Linked DNA regions of Zea mays: regions 1, 2 and 3 are each linked to region 4. Evidence: chromatin contacts called from public Hi-C data. All regions are on one chromosome and are shown on one strand. The core of a region is the stretch at or near the end of the contact, and the rest is flanking DNA. Distances in the headings are between cores, read along the strand shown.

Region 1 (3,683 bases), core at 601-3,100, 220 kb after region 4:
GCAATGTTCAAAACATTAGTCAATGCACTTCCATTACCAGCTGGTGGTGGTTTTTTAGGAATCTTTTTTGCGCACGGCTTGCTTTTGCTCACGGTTCTTCCAGTCCTTAGAGAGGGCTTTGTCTGAACAAAAAATAGAGTTAACCTTGTCATTCTACTACATTTGCAATGTCAAGAAAACAGTACGCGGCAAGAATTCATTGCAAGATAATGCAGTTATGTTTGGAACATCTTGATACCTGAAGCTTCGGTGCAGCAGCAAAACTTTTGTTAGAGTTAGCATTGCTCAAATTGGTCACATCCCTGAGTACTGTGCGCCTTTTAGGCTGGGGGCCTGAAAGTGCAACACTTGCACTGGTGTTGTCATATGAAGAACCTCGTTTTGCCTTCCCTTGTGCAGTCTGTTTTCGTTCGGTTTTTGCAGGCAATGGAACAGAAGGGAAAGTTCCAAAGCTTCGACGATTTGCAGCAGCTTGAGCTCGCGTGATCCGGCCATTGGATGCTTGACAAGCATTAAGCACAGGGTTTTCTTTTCGCATAGCCATCCGAACCTGAGTGTTGTAAAATAAAAAGACTATGTGACTTCATGCAAGTGGCTTGTGGTATAGTATTGGGGAGTTGAACAAGTGAACAGTACTATGCACTTAGGAATCACGAGAAATGGTGGAAAACTCAACAACTGAAGAGCAAGGTTGTAAAAGTTTCTAACAAAACCTCGTCGGAAAGTTGAAATGAAATCATATTTGTATTCAAGAGATTTAATGTCAAACCATTGATGTATTAAACTTGTAAGTCAGAGGAGGAACAAACAGGCACAGTACAGGGCATACCAATCACATAAACACCACATAGCAGGCCTGTTCAAGTCGGAATCATCTAAACGCATTACTTGCTCATGTTGGAATTCTACAGAAAAAGCATGAGAAACCCACAATTTGAACATAAACAATCCAAGCTCTGGACTGGGCCAGTTGTATTTCCTTTTGTGTGGCAAATCTGCACCCCAATTTTCTTTCTTTTCCTTTTTTAGAAGAAAATTATCTCTTCACACATCGTAAGAAGGATTACCTATTTGGATCTCTGAGGAACTGCTGCGTTCACATTGTGAAATTAAAACGAACGGTGCAACAGTGAGTCCGCGACACATGACAACATCCGGATCAAGAATGCACCATGGTCAGACCACATAATCCGCCGAAAAAGCTCTTGTAATGCGGCAATGGGAACGCGTCGACGATTCTTTGGCACGCTAGACGGTACCGCCAAGCACCCAGCCGTCCAGGATAGGACAATCTCACCAAAAAGAAGCTTTATTCGCAGAAAGAACGAGAATGGTTCGTCCTCGATCTTGGGGCGGTCAAGTCAAGGCCGGCGCAAGAGGGTTTCTTGGCCCCGTCCCAAGCCCCAAGAGTACTCTCCCCTCCAAGAATGACAGCCTAGCCCCCTAGGTTCCTGGAGGCAGCGAGAATAGGAGGAAGAAGCCCGCACAAGAACCCGACGTGAAGGCGGGGCCGGGGATGAAGAGGCGAGGAAGCTAGGCTCACCCTCGGCGGAGGCGTCGTCGATCCGGGGACCCCCGTGCCCCAGCGCCGTAGATCCGGCCGCGATCTGCACGGCGGCGCTGGCGGCGGCGGCGGCCCTACCCCTTGTTGGGTTTTTTCCCGGTGGGGTGGTTGTGGTACTAGTACTAGTACTAGTACTAGTGGAGGGTGGGGGAGTGTGGGAGTAGGAAAGGAAGGAAGGGGAGATGGGGAGCGGTGTCTGGATTTCGTTGCCCTTTTTGGGACGGAGAGGTGAGGGAGGGCGGAGACCGGAGCGGAGGAGCGGAGGAGAGAGGAGAGGGAAAAAATGGATGGACTCGGTGAGGGTTTCAAAATTCGAACGGCCGGTGCTGAATGCGCTGTCCGTTTCCGTTTCCCAGTCTTGAAACGCCAAGTGGTCCCTGGCCCTGGAGATCTGCGTCGCGGCGTCGGCCCGGGTAGGCGGCGGTAGCGTGGGCTACTGGGCTGTAAGGCCAGTAGGAAATATGGTCTCCTTCAAGCCGTGCCAAAGGCCCAACATCAAGTGAACAGGCTCCCAATTAGAGATGGCAATGGGATCCGATTCCACGATTTCCCGCGGTGAATTCCTCTACTTTGCGAACCTCAAATCCTCTTCAGGATTGGAGGGGATTGATTTTCTTCTCCAATCTCCTTCAATCCCGAAGGGGATTTAAGTTTCCAAACTAGCCCTTAGGTGATAGGGGTGGGGGATTTTCTTCCCACATGAGGATATAAACGGAAAAAAAATCTCCCCCGGCGGGTAAACGTGGATAGGGATGGAGAAGCATTCCTCATCCCCGTGCCCCGCAGGGACCCGTTAAACTTATATGTGACAATGTTTTCATGTAATAGTCAATAATAAAAATAAATAATTACCTTGTCAAAAGATCATTGTTGTACAAATATGTTCATTTTAATATACACGTGATGATTTGTGCATCTAATCTAACAATGTATAGAAGTGACAATGTTTGACATTAACAATAAATGAAGTACGATATAATTATAATTTAAACGGGGACAGAGATCTCCGACGGGGGGATTTAACCCTGTGGGGAAAAGGGATGGAGAAAAAATGTCCCAGCAAGTGTTCGTGGGGGATCACCAATGGGAAAAAATTTCATCGTGGGAACAGGGATGGGGAGCTAAAATCTGATGGGGAATTCCTCGTTGCCATCCCTACTGACAATTCAAGCCTGTACTTCCATCGATGGTGTCCTTGAGTACCTTTCTAGCGAGAGAATTCGAAATAGTAGAAGAGATAGCAAATAGGATAGGGGAGATAGCGTAAGACTTTTGGGTGTGAGAGCGTAAGACTCTGTTCTTTAGTGCCAAAGGAGGAGGGAGAACGTAAGACTTCTGGGTGTGATGAAAGTATGAGTAACAAGGGATCTTGGTCACTCGTTGCATTATATTTTTCTTGTGTACTTAAACATCGTGTTAATTTTGTATCAGTGATATAGACTCAGGTCTCGACGGTTGCGAATTCAAGATTATCCGAAGCCTCAAGCCAAATTGTGGTAGAGTGATATCACATTGTTCCTTCGTAGAGGCGATGAGTTCACAACTATCAGCAAAGAAATCACATTCATGAAGCTACAATGAGTCTATAAGATGGAGACCAAGGAAAAGGTCAAGGCCTCAGAGAAGTTTTTTGCCTCAACATGTAATGTTCAAGAGGATTAGAAATACAGATGGCAACATACATGAAATAATTGTGTGCTCGTAGATAATAAACAAGATGGATGTGGATATTGGCGCGGTTTTATATCCGGGGCAAGGATAAGGATAAGGATAGGACAATAGATCATGTGATTATTTTTTAGCGGGTAAAGAAAACAATATACACACCTGCATATCTGCTAAACCCGCTCCATAAGCCTGACATATAGGACCGTCTTAGGAAATATATATACAAAAAATAGGTTTTCACCCATCCAAGCATCTCCCAATTGCCATTCACCGACCCCAATTACTCACCCCCGACATTTCCCAATCCCACCCCACCCATTTAGACCTGATCATGGGCCACCCGACCCGACCCACTTGAAAAAACCTGAATCGATCAATGCGACGGACAGGTACGAGCCATAGTTTTCGACCCACACCAATACACGGGCCTGGTACGGGCCATGATTTTCGA
Region 2 (3,313 bases), core at 727-3,226, 130 kb after region 4:
TAAGGACTACATGTTATTATTAGTATTGCAGTGTGGCAAAAGTGCCACGTTATATAATAATGAGGCTGACCGTACGTCCAAATTGACATGCAGCAATACTTTAATCAGGGACATAACAGACAGAACTACATGGATAAATAAGGTGTGTTTCTGGAAGGTTTCATAAGTGCACCAAATCAAAGTAAGAAGGCAGTGCGACAGTATTGTTCTGTATCACCTCTGCCTGCATCTACAAAGACCTCCACCACCATGTACCTGTTCTTGAAATGGACCATGGTGACTACAGACTTCCTTTGCTGCAGAGCTCCCTCCTCCCTGCATCCAGATGAAAGACCTACCAATACCAAGGAATGTAAGTAAATGAAGCAACATCTTATTTTCTAAATCCCATTTTCCAAGAAAAAATAAGAACTAGGGAGGGTGGGGTGGTGGGAGGAAGGCAGTAACGTGAGGTCAACCATCTAGAAGGTACGCCTGAGAGAATGACACTACACAACAAATGTAGGGGCAAACCGGCGAATTGGGAATGACTGACACAGGCCAAGCCGTCGCCATCGGTCATCACAATCAATATAATAAAACACCGCTGGATGCATTAATGACCTTGTCAGCGAAACTTAAGCAACAGGAGTGCTGATCCATCACCTACACGACGATTGATGGAAAAAAAATAGGAAATGCATGGAGCTCACGCAGAATCAAAAAGCTCGATATCAACGTGCTTGATTGATTTGTCATGTCTAACTTGATTCACAGAAGGTGGACGGGGATTGGACGGAGAGTACCTTAGGGTAGGCGATGGTGCCTGGGTGGGTGTCGAACCCGCCAGTCCAGGTTAGGGTTTGGCGTCGGAGGTGGTGCTGAGGCAGCCAGTGTGTGTGCTTCAACGGGGCCTGCCATCCGAGGTGGCGATGAAGGAAGCGAGTAGCAGGTCCGTCGACGGAGCCTCTCGCGCCAGCTGTCGCCGGTGGCGGCGAGGCGTTCCCCTTCAGCGTCGCGGTCGGGCGGTCGCGGATGTGGTGAGATGTGACTCAGGCCATTCTCACGGCTAATGTTGCCACTGGGCTAACAATTATGCATTAAATAATTAGCTAATACTACCAATTAGTTAGGTATGTTTGAAGTCTTAGCTAGTAGACATGTTTTATTTTAACACGATCTATTAGCATCTATTAACAAGATTAAATGCCCTCTACTCTTGTACTGTGATATTAGAGCATCTTCAAGAGACTCTTCATTTTTTACTCTCTATTTGACTATCTATTTACGTTTTTATAAAGATTACACTTTATATATAACATCTCAGTCCAACAGACTATCTATCTAGTTTGGCTAGTCAGGTGGCTAGCCAAAATTAGCTAGTGAGAGAGCCAATTTACAGAGTCAGATAGCTTGCGAGTCAGATAGCTAGTCTGTTGGAGATTTAATTTACTATTGAGTAGCTAAAATTTAGCTTGGCGAGTCATTTAGCTAGTCTCTTGAAGATGCTCTTAAGAGCATCTCCAAAAGAATCTTCATTTTTGACTCTCTATTTAACTCTATATTTACCTTTTCATAAAAAATATACTCTATATGTAGCATCTCCATTCCAACAGATTATCTATCTAGTTTGATTAGTCAGGTGGCTAGCTAAATTTGGCTAGTGAGGGAGCCAATTTGGAGAGTCGGATAGCTTGACGAGTTAGATAACTAGTCTGTTGGAGAGTTATTTTGTTGTTGAATAGCTAAAATTTGGCTTGCTGAGCCATTTAGCTAGTCTCTTGGAGATGCTCTAACCAATCTAATATATTGAGATATAAGTGAATACTAGATATCCAAAAAATCCAAACATAGGCTACAGTATTGGTTGGATGCCACTTGAGCCCACCAACGCCGTTTTCCTTTGCCTATTTTGCAGAGCGGGCCGCCTGGGCGCGCAGGCCCGCGCCACTTTCATCCTCTCCCAGTATCCACGGCCACGGGCTCGCACGCAGTCGCCGCCGCCCTGCCCGTCTCCTTCCTGTCGTCTCCCCTTCTCCAATCGCTTCCCGATCCCAGCCAATATCTCAGACGGAATCGATCCAAAGCTATCCTAGGGTTCCGCCGTCCCGTCCAGATCCGGGCTCGTCGATGGGGAAGGAGGGCGTGGCGGCGGGGCCGGCGGCGGAGGGGAGTAAATCGCGGTCGGAGTGTATCAACTCGTCCAACCCGTACCACGAGTGCTCCGACTACTGCCTCCGCAAGATCGCCGAGGCCAGGCAGCGCCTCGACGACGAGCTCCCTGACTCGTGGAAGCGCCCGCCCGAGCAGCGCACCGTCCACCCGGACTGCATCAATGCCTCCAACCCTTACCACGAGTGCTCCGACTACTGCTTCAAGCGCATCGCCGACGCTAAATCCCCTGCCTGCGGTGCGGGTGATTCCTTCCCCGTTAATTCGAATCGTCGTGAAGCCCTTCTATCTGTTTATTATTGCTTCAAAATCCGAGCGTTGCTGTCCGCTTACCTGGTACTCGGTTGACTTCTTGTTATTAGGGCTGGAGCGTGAGGAGCGACAGCCACCAGCTGATGTGTTTGCCGCCGCCGGCATGTCTGATGCCGTGGAGCAGCATCGGCCTATAGATAACGATTCCGACGAACAGGAGGGCGCAGGTCCGGATGACGGCTACCCGCAGATGACGGAGAAGCAGAAGAAGTTGTTCGAGCTGCGGCTTAAGATGGTACGACGAGCGGCTGATTTACCTACCACTGCATCCGGGCTATTGCCACGCTGTTTGGTATATCAATTCATTCATCCATTTTGTTGTTGTCTAACGTTCCGCAGAATGAAGCACGGAAAGCGAACCAGCAGGCGATGGTTGCCGAGAAGAAAAGGATGGAGCCTCGTGGCGAGAGCCGAGGTGTTTCTAAGCAGAAGTGGTTAGACGACAGGAAGAAGAAGATTGGGAAGCTGCTGGACTCGAATGGGCTTGATATGAAAATGGCGTACATGCTCGACACGCAGGAGACTGCAGAAGCCAAGTACAAGAAGTGGGAGAAGGAACCTGCTCCATATGGGTGGGATGGTGAGTGAGCTCAATCTTCTAACGCCCACAGGTGTCTGATTGGTAGAGAACAATGTTTTCAAAACACATAGATTGGTGATGTTTACTGCATGGCTTCTCTGTTGCTAGTTGTATAGTTCTTGATGAGTTTCTGCTCCATTCACATTAGTATTCACGGTGCATTGTTATTCATGATTGGTTACTTGGCTTGTGACAACATCAGACTAAGTGTTATGTTACCTTCTGTTATTCATGTTATAAGAACATGTCCAAAGAGAAAGAAGTAAATCC
Region 3 (3,198 bases), core at 490-2,989, 130 kb before region 4:
GGAACGTGGTACAATACTTAAAAAGGATTTTGACACTGAGGGGGTGAGATTGTATCCGTGTTCCCAGAACACAACAAACAAATAAAGTTACACGTTTAAAATACTATACTAGATGGGACATACTCAAAACAATTGTACATAACATAATCCACAAAAAACACTATAAAGCAAACAAAATATAAATCTGAAAGAAGATATCCCCCACTCATGCTCAACCAGTGATATCATGCACAGGTACCATATACGCACAAAACAGGGAGAGGATTATTATGGCGTTGACTCATACACAATGGCCATATAAATACATCCATTGGTAATCAGTTTTCAACGCAGAACTCAAATGTCAGTCACATAAAATAACTGTTTGAAATAAATAGTAACCTAAAAAGAGCAAGCAATGACAACAAACTTTATGTACAGGCTTGAGATAAATTCAGAAATTAAGATACACAACAAATAAAGCAAAACAGCAAAACAAACAGAGGATCAGAATTCTGGCTTGGTTTTCTCAGATGAGAAATTATAGCGCTCAGTATGTTCATTGTCGATCATCTGGGGAAAGGGTCATCATATCCTCATAAGTGTGCAACATAGTTAAAAAACACAAAACGAGGCTACAAATAAGCACTACATAAAATTCAGAAATACATTTTATGCAAAAATGGAGGATCAGAATTCTGGCTTGGTTTTCTCAAAAGAGAAATTATGGCACTCAATATGTTCACTGTCGATCATCTGGGGAAAGGGTCATCATATCCTCATAAGTGTGCAGCAACACAGTTAAGATAACAGAAAAGGCACAAAAAGAGGCAACAAAAAAACACCACATGGAATTCAGAAATATTTTATCATAAACGGATGATTAAAATTATGGCTTGGTTTTCTCAGATGAGAAATTATAGCGCCCAGTATGTTCACTGTCTATCATCTGACCTTCCACTGATAACATTAAGTATAGAGTGAACAAACATTCAGTGACGTAGATAAAAATACGTTGTCCAGAGAATATTTCGGTGGGCGTCCATGCAGCCACAAAGTTCATAGTGGCTGAGGTCATGAGCCCTATTCTCCTTCTTTCAATGTCGTATTTCCATCTTGACATCTAAAAATGTTCACTTCACTTGATTTTTCCCCTGCATAATCCTAATACTCCCACTGTGAGCAGTAAAAAAACAGCTACATGAACACGTCCATAGGCACGGATTGAACATCCACGGGATCAATCTACGGTATTGTAACATAGGCAGACATCCATATGCACCGATTTGACTACCTAACCCGTTAATCAAGAGCTAAGTAGCCTTACGCATGAGACAGAATATAAAGTGTGAGCTTCCTTACACTTAGAATTCCTGAGGGTCCTGAGGACAGTCTTGTAGCCGAGCGTGTACTTGCCGCTCTTCATCACAAGCTGAAGCTTGTTGTTGATGTTGTCCGTGGACTTCTTCTGCACAAAACCAACAACGAAAAACGAAAAACAGAGCTTAGAACATAAATTGCAAGACTGGAAACATGAATACTTGGAATGCAGCAGCAAGACATGTTGCCGCCCAGAAGACGGCAGCAGATCGACGGAAAAGGTGGGAGAAACGTGGGCTTGTAGTCGAGAACTCGAGATACGGGGGTAGATGTGAGAGGGCAGCAGATGTGATCGTTACCGTCTTCTTTGCGGCCACCATGGTTGCGCCCCGATGAGTGACGGCGTCGAAGCGGCTTTGCGCGGCGGCGGCTCTTCTCGGGGATGACTGCGGGGCGGAAGGCTGGAGAGCTAGGGTTTGGTTATTTATAGAGTACAAGGAACCCTAGGGGTTACTGATGTGGGCTTTGTATAGGATAGAATGGGGCTTACGAGTTCTTTGAGCCCAGACGGCAGACGCCCAGACGCGGAGTATGAACTTTGATTTTTGTGGCCAGAAAAAAAAATCTCTTTGACTTCAAAAATAGTTATTTCTATTTTTTGTGGCAGAAAAAAACGTGAGACTACGTACCATGTTGTAAATATGCCCTACTACAATGCTCATGGGTTGTGATGGTATGTAAATTATTTGATAAAAAAGTTTGTGAATAACGATTACATAAAAACGAATAACTCATATATTATCATCAGCATGAACGACGATGTGGTCCATGAATGGCCATATTCGTGCTATGAGGTTCTTGATGTAAATAACCTCATAGAGCTTCTTTCTCGCCAGTCACCTCGATGGCCTCGAGCGTTGTTGGGACCATGCTTTGTCGTCGAAGGTCCTGCAGAAAGAAACAACTTCGGCTGAAGCTGCTCATACGTGATGTCGAAGGTGTCATTTCGTGAAGCTTCGGAATTACAAACCGACTTAAAGATAGAATGACCTTTTAGTCCACAAGAGTCCGAGTCATTGTTGTAAACTTTTATGAGGGGTACGATTGTAATTCCTCACGGGCTGTGTCCTGTGCCTATAAATAGTGAACAATATTCCTTTACTGTTCACGCATTCCTGCAATTGCAATCGCATCACTCGGAAATTATACTTTGTCAAGGAAGAGGTATAAATGTGTCTAAATATTACGTTTGAACATCTTAAATTTATATAGTATATAAATGATGTTATTTATTTTCAATTTACTTGTCTTTAATGCTTTATGTCTTACGTTATTTTATATTATCTTTGTGAGTTCAATTACGAAAGTATAACTTTCGTAGTTCTGCCATTATAACCTTCGTCCGAAGTATATCCTTGGGGAAATAATGCTTCAGCGGACGAAGGGCACTGATATTTTAACATTTTATGTTGCCTTATTCTTAATTCATAGCATTTGAGAACAAGTCCCCAACATTGGCGCCCACCTCCGGTGAACTCACTTCCACTTTTTTGAGCTGATGGCTTCGTTCAACGATCAAGCTGGAGCTGCTTCGGCTCCGAAGCTGGTACTCCCGATAACAGGCGGTTCATGCTCAGAGCCAGCCAACAAGAAGCAGAAGAAGGAAGCACAGAGAAGGGTATAGCACGTTGGGGTGCAAGGACCCTTCATCAAGTCAAGATGGTCTCACATTCCAATTACCTTCTCTCAAGAGGATCTCCAACTCAAGGATTACCCACACAATGATGCTATGGTTATCTCTTATGTGATCAAAGGATTCCTGGTCCATAATGTTTTGGTTGATACAAGCAGCGCAGCTGATATCATATTTGCTAAGGCCTTCAGACAGATGCAAGAGCT
Region 4 (3,187 bases), core at 203-2,702:
CGTTCTTTTTTATTTGTCATGTCTCAAAAATGAATAGGGGTGACAAGTATCAAAAGGGGAGGTAGTAGTATCACATTATGCTGCTTAAATTCTATTTTAAGGATGTACATTCAAAGTAGGATCAAGCAATTATGATTCAAGCCTGGCAGGTTGTAAATACTTGATGCAGTACTAAAATTAGAATAGCCAGGTGTAATTACTTCTCATGGAAACAGAACACATGATCAAATCTTTTTCACAACACCACGTTCTTGGTTCCTATATCAGCAGTTCAGCACTCATGAAAACCTTATATGCCCCATCGATTCATATACTTTGCCTGGTCCTAATAATATGTGACATAAAAGAAATAGCATTGTTTCGTGACTCTGCTTCTTCTGTATAAGCATTGTACCAAAGCATGGATGCAAATGCACTCATGAAAACATATGAGCATTTTTGACAGACTTGTGATCACCAACAAGACAAAGACAGTGGAAGAACCGACGAGCAAAGCGTCGGCGTGAGCTCATTTGAGGTCGTCCTCGCAGTCACTGAGCAGGTCGTCGATGGCCTCGGCGTGCGTCATGCGCGCGGACGCCTGCTTGACCCAGCGCGCCATCTTGGCGGTCTCCCTGCTGACCTGCACCTGGTCCTCCAGCGCCTTCCTGAGCCGGCGCTGCTGCTCCCTGAGCTCGGTGGCGATCCTCCTGTTCTCGTCGCCCCACTCGTCGGCGTCGACGCCGAGGACGTCGCGGGACCCGTGGCAGACCTCCTTCTTCTTGCCCTTGGCCGACGGCGCCCTCCGCAGGGGCTTCTTGGGGGAGAAGCCGAAGCAGCACGCCTGGCGCGGCGGCGGCGGCGGCGAGGGGGAGACGGAGGAGGAGTCGCTCCCCCTGTTCCGCTCCCGCAGTGTCGGCCGGCCCCGCGGCGCCGACCCGAACAGCTGATCTAGGTCCTTGGCGTCGTCGGCGTGGACCGTGGGTGCGGGTGCCGGGGCGCGAGCCTGCCGCGGCGAGGACCCGCCGCCCTTCGTCTCCGCGTCTCCCGGCGGCGGGTCTTCGTGGACCGGGTGATGCACAGGCGGAGCAGGAGCGGGAGGATCGGGGCCGGGCAGAGCGGGGGCCGGGCGCGGCGCGGTGGCGCTGCGGGCGAGGGTGCTGACGGGCGGCACTGCGGCGGGCGAGGGGAGGGACTTGAGCTTGCGGAAGCGGGCCTCGAGGCTGGACGGAAGCGCGGAGTCGTCATCGAGGTGGGCCGTGTTGAGCTTGGCGACCTGCTCGAGCGCCACCAGGTCCGCCGCCTCCGCCAGGATGGCGTCCACCGCCGACAGCTTGCCGCCGCCCGAGTAGTAGGCCATACAGGGCGGGCGGCGCCGGTGGTGTGACCGTGTGAGGGTCTGGAGGGGAGGGTGGGGAGGGCGAGTGAGGTAGGGTGAATGTGCTGCGACTGCGACGGGAGCGGAGGCGGCGTCCGATCCTTTCCTTGTCACGCTCTCGGCGTGTGGCGGTGAAGAAGTAGAAGGCCGGTCGCCGAGGGGGGCCACCACGCATCGGATGCCTGCGCTTTTGACCGTTGTCATGTGCTGTGGTTATGGGGCCAGGACGCCGCGGCCTGCGTCAAGAGGAACGGATCAAGGCCCATCACGCGCTTCTAGGCCCACACAATGCTGTAACTCACAAAGAAGCTTGTGTATATACGAGCACATCCAAACCATTAGCGAGTCTATCAGCGTTTCTGGATGTTGATAAAGTCATCGTCTCGTTGTGTCCCACCTCAAACCTTCGAAAAAAACACGATTTACGGGGGCTCTTTAGGTAAAACTGTTTTGTTGTGCCCCGTTCCGTAGAGCACGGCTGTAATAGACAGCACCTGAAGCCAGTAGAGAAGCCGGACCTAAAGGATCTATTGATCTAAGGTACCATAGGTATTGATGTAATTTTCTAAAAAAAAATCAGCCAAAAAACAGAAAATTGACTTGGAACAAAAACAGAAAGAAACGACTCGTTGCCATCCCAAACTCGTACCTGTGAACAGTATCAATACCAATTAAAAAATCATACCTACGACGAGTTTGAAATTTTAACCAAACCCGTACCCATCGGGTTAGCAGGTACCCACGGGTTTCATCTCCAATATACTAGTTCTTCTTATAATCAATAAGTATTGTCCAAAATTTATGTGATGAACAACGAGTTCAGGAGTTATCCATCTACCACATATATGATGCTAGTAAAAAACTATAATAACAAAGCAACACTCTCACCAACTACTTATACACTCATCCTTTGATAAAAAATAGGAAGTAAATAGGGAGATAATAAGTTTGTTGTTCGTTTATAAAATAAAATGATAATATGCGCTAGATTTGCTCGGGTTTAAAAAACCCACGAGTTCACGGGTCTGGGTACTGTAGGAACAAATCTGTACTCATAAACCCGTCGGGTATAGATTTATGTCCATTAATAAACCTATGTGTATTAAATTGACCTAAATCCATACCCTAATAGGATAAAAACATCGGATTTCAGGTTTTGAGTACACATTTCCATGCCTAAATGGAAGCGAGGAACTTTGTTGAAGAAAAAGAACGGGAACCAAGTCCAGAAGGTCCAAAACAGAGAGAAAGAACCCATCCAAAAATAGAAGTGGGCCAACAAAGCATTAAACCGTACAGAGAAAAAAACAAGGGAAGCAGCCTAGAAACACTATGGGCCATCAAGCCCATGACCCGTCGCTGCCCTAAGCCCACCTACAGCCTTTTTGTAGCTTTGTTCCTTGTTGAGGTACACAGCTGTGTTTCCTTTCTCGTGCAACCTCAGCGTCTGTCCTCCTTTGTCCTTTCTTTACTGAGCTGTGTGTTCCAGAAAAAGCCCAATTTGGCGTGTTGTGATGGTCTTGGACAAGGCAATATTCAAACACCACACCGCTAAATATTCTTCTTTCAAAGTACAGTGCTTCCTTCATCTCAAACAAGTACACTTCTGGTCCTCCTAATTCTTGTAGGTCTATTTTATTTCAACTTTCAAAGTGAAATCATTTATCATTACATGCTGGAACAACTTTTGATATAAGTAAGTATATAATTTTCATGTAACTCTGCTCTCCTTTGAGAAACATAAATTTTATTTTAGAATAGATGAAGTAAACATAACCGATAGCCACTAGGTCACGCAAAATATTGTTTTTAATTATAGGTTTAAGTGGT

The links. Hi-C and Micro-C count contacts between places; a contact is called where the count stands out from the background.
Region 1: a Hi-C map of endosperm shows a contact between it and region 4, with 3 times the contacts expected there. The contact joins the promoter of LOC100280697 here to the promoter of LOC100276839 in region 4. A contact is called at or near these places in 10 of 25 Hi-C or Micro-C datasets (bundle sheath, ear, endosperm and 4 more).
Region 2: a contact with region 4 is called in a Hi-C map of ear, with 7 times the contacts expected there. The contact joins the promoter of LOC100274600 here to the promoter of LOC100276839 in region 4. A contact is called at or near these places in 14 of 25 Hi-C or Micro-C datasets (bundle sheath, ear, endosperm and 6 more) and 3 of 3 datasets of contacts at active chromatin or transcription factors (leaf, seedling and shoot).
Region 3: a Hi-C map of bundle sheath shows a contact between it and region 4, with 3 times the contacts expected there. The contact joins the promoter of LOC100502201 here to the promoter of LOC100276839 in region 4. A contact is called at or near these places in 13 of 25 Hi-C or Micro-C datasets (bundle sheath, ear, endosperm and 5 more).

The regions. Positions count from the first base shown.
Region 1 is chr5:61,670,592-61,674,274 of Zm-B73-REFERENCE-NAM-5.0, forward strand. LOC100280697 (cyclin-A2) reads right to left here and starts at 1,851. Exons shown (of 12, transcript NM_001153616.2): 1 at 1,544-1,851; 2 at 239-550; 3 at 1-122. The coding sequence starts at 544.
Region 2 is chr5:61,583,064-61,586,376 of Zm-B73-REFERENCE-NAM-5.0, forward strand. It overlaps LOC100274600, which reads left to right and starts at 1,977. Exons shown (of 5, transcript NM_001148952.1): 1 at 1,977-2,389; 2 at 2,514-2,698; 3 at 2,803-3,043. The coding sequence starts at 2,110. It also overlaps the pseudogene LOC103626440.
Region 3 is chr5:61,317,797-61,320,994 of Zm-B73-REFERENCE-NAM-5.0, forward strand. It overlaps LOC100502201 (60S ribosomal protein L30-2), which reads right to left and starts at 1,740. Exons shown (of 5, transcript NM_001196678.1): 1 at 1,659-1,740; 2 at 1,342-1,447. The coding sequence starts at 1,679. LOC111589380 (small nucleolar RNA Z103) reads right to left here and starts at 577; the gene lies at 482-577. It overlaps LOC111589381 (small nucleolar RNA Z103), which reads right to left and starts at 760; the gene lies at 665-760.
Region 4 is chr5:61,451,792-61,454,978 of Zm-B73-REFERENCE-NAM-5.0, forward strand. It overlaps LOC100276839, which reads right to left and starts at 1,453. Exons shown (of 1, transcript NM_001165438.1): 1 at 338-1,453. The coding sequence starts at 1,339. The coding sequence ends at 509.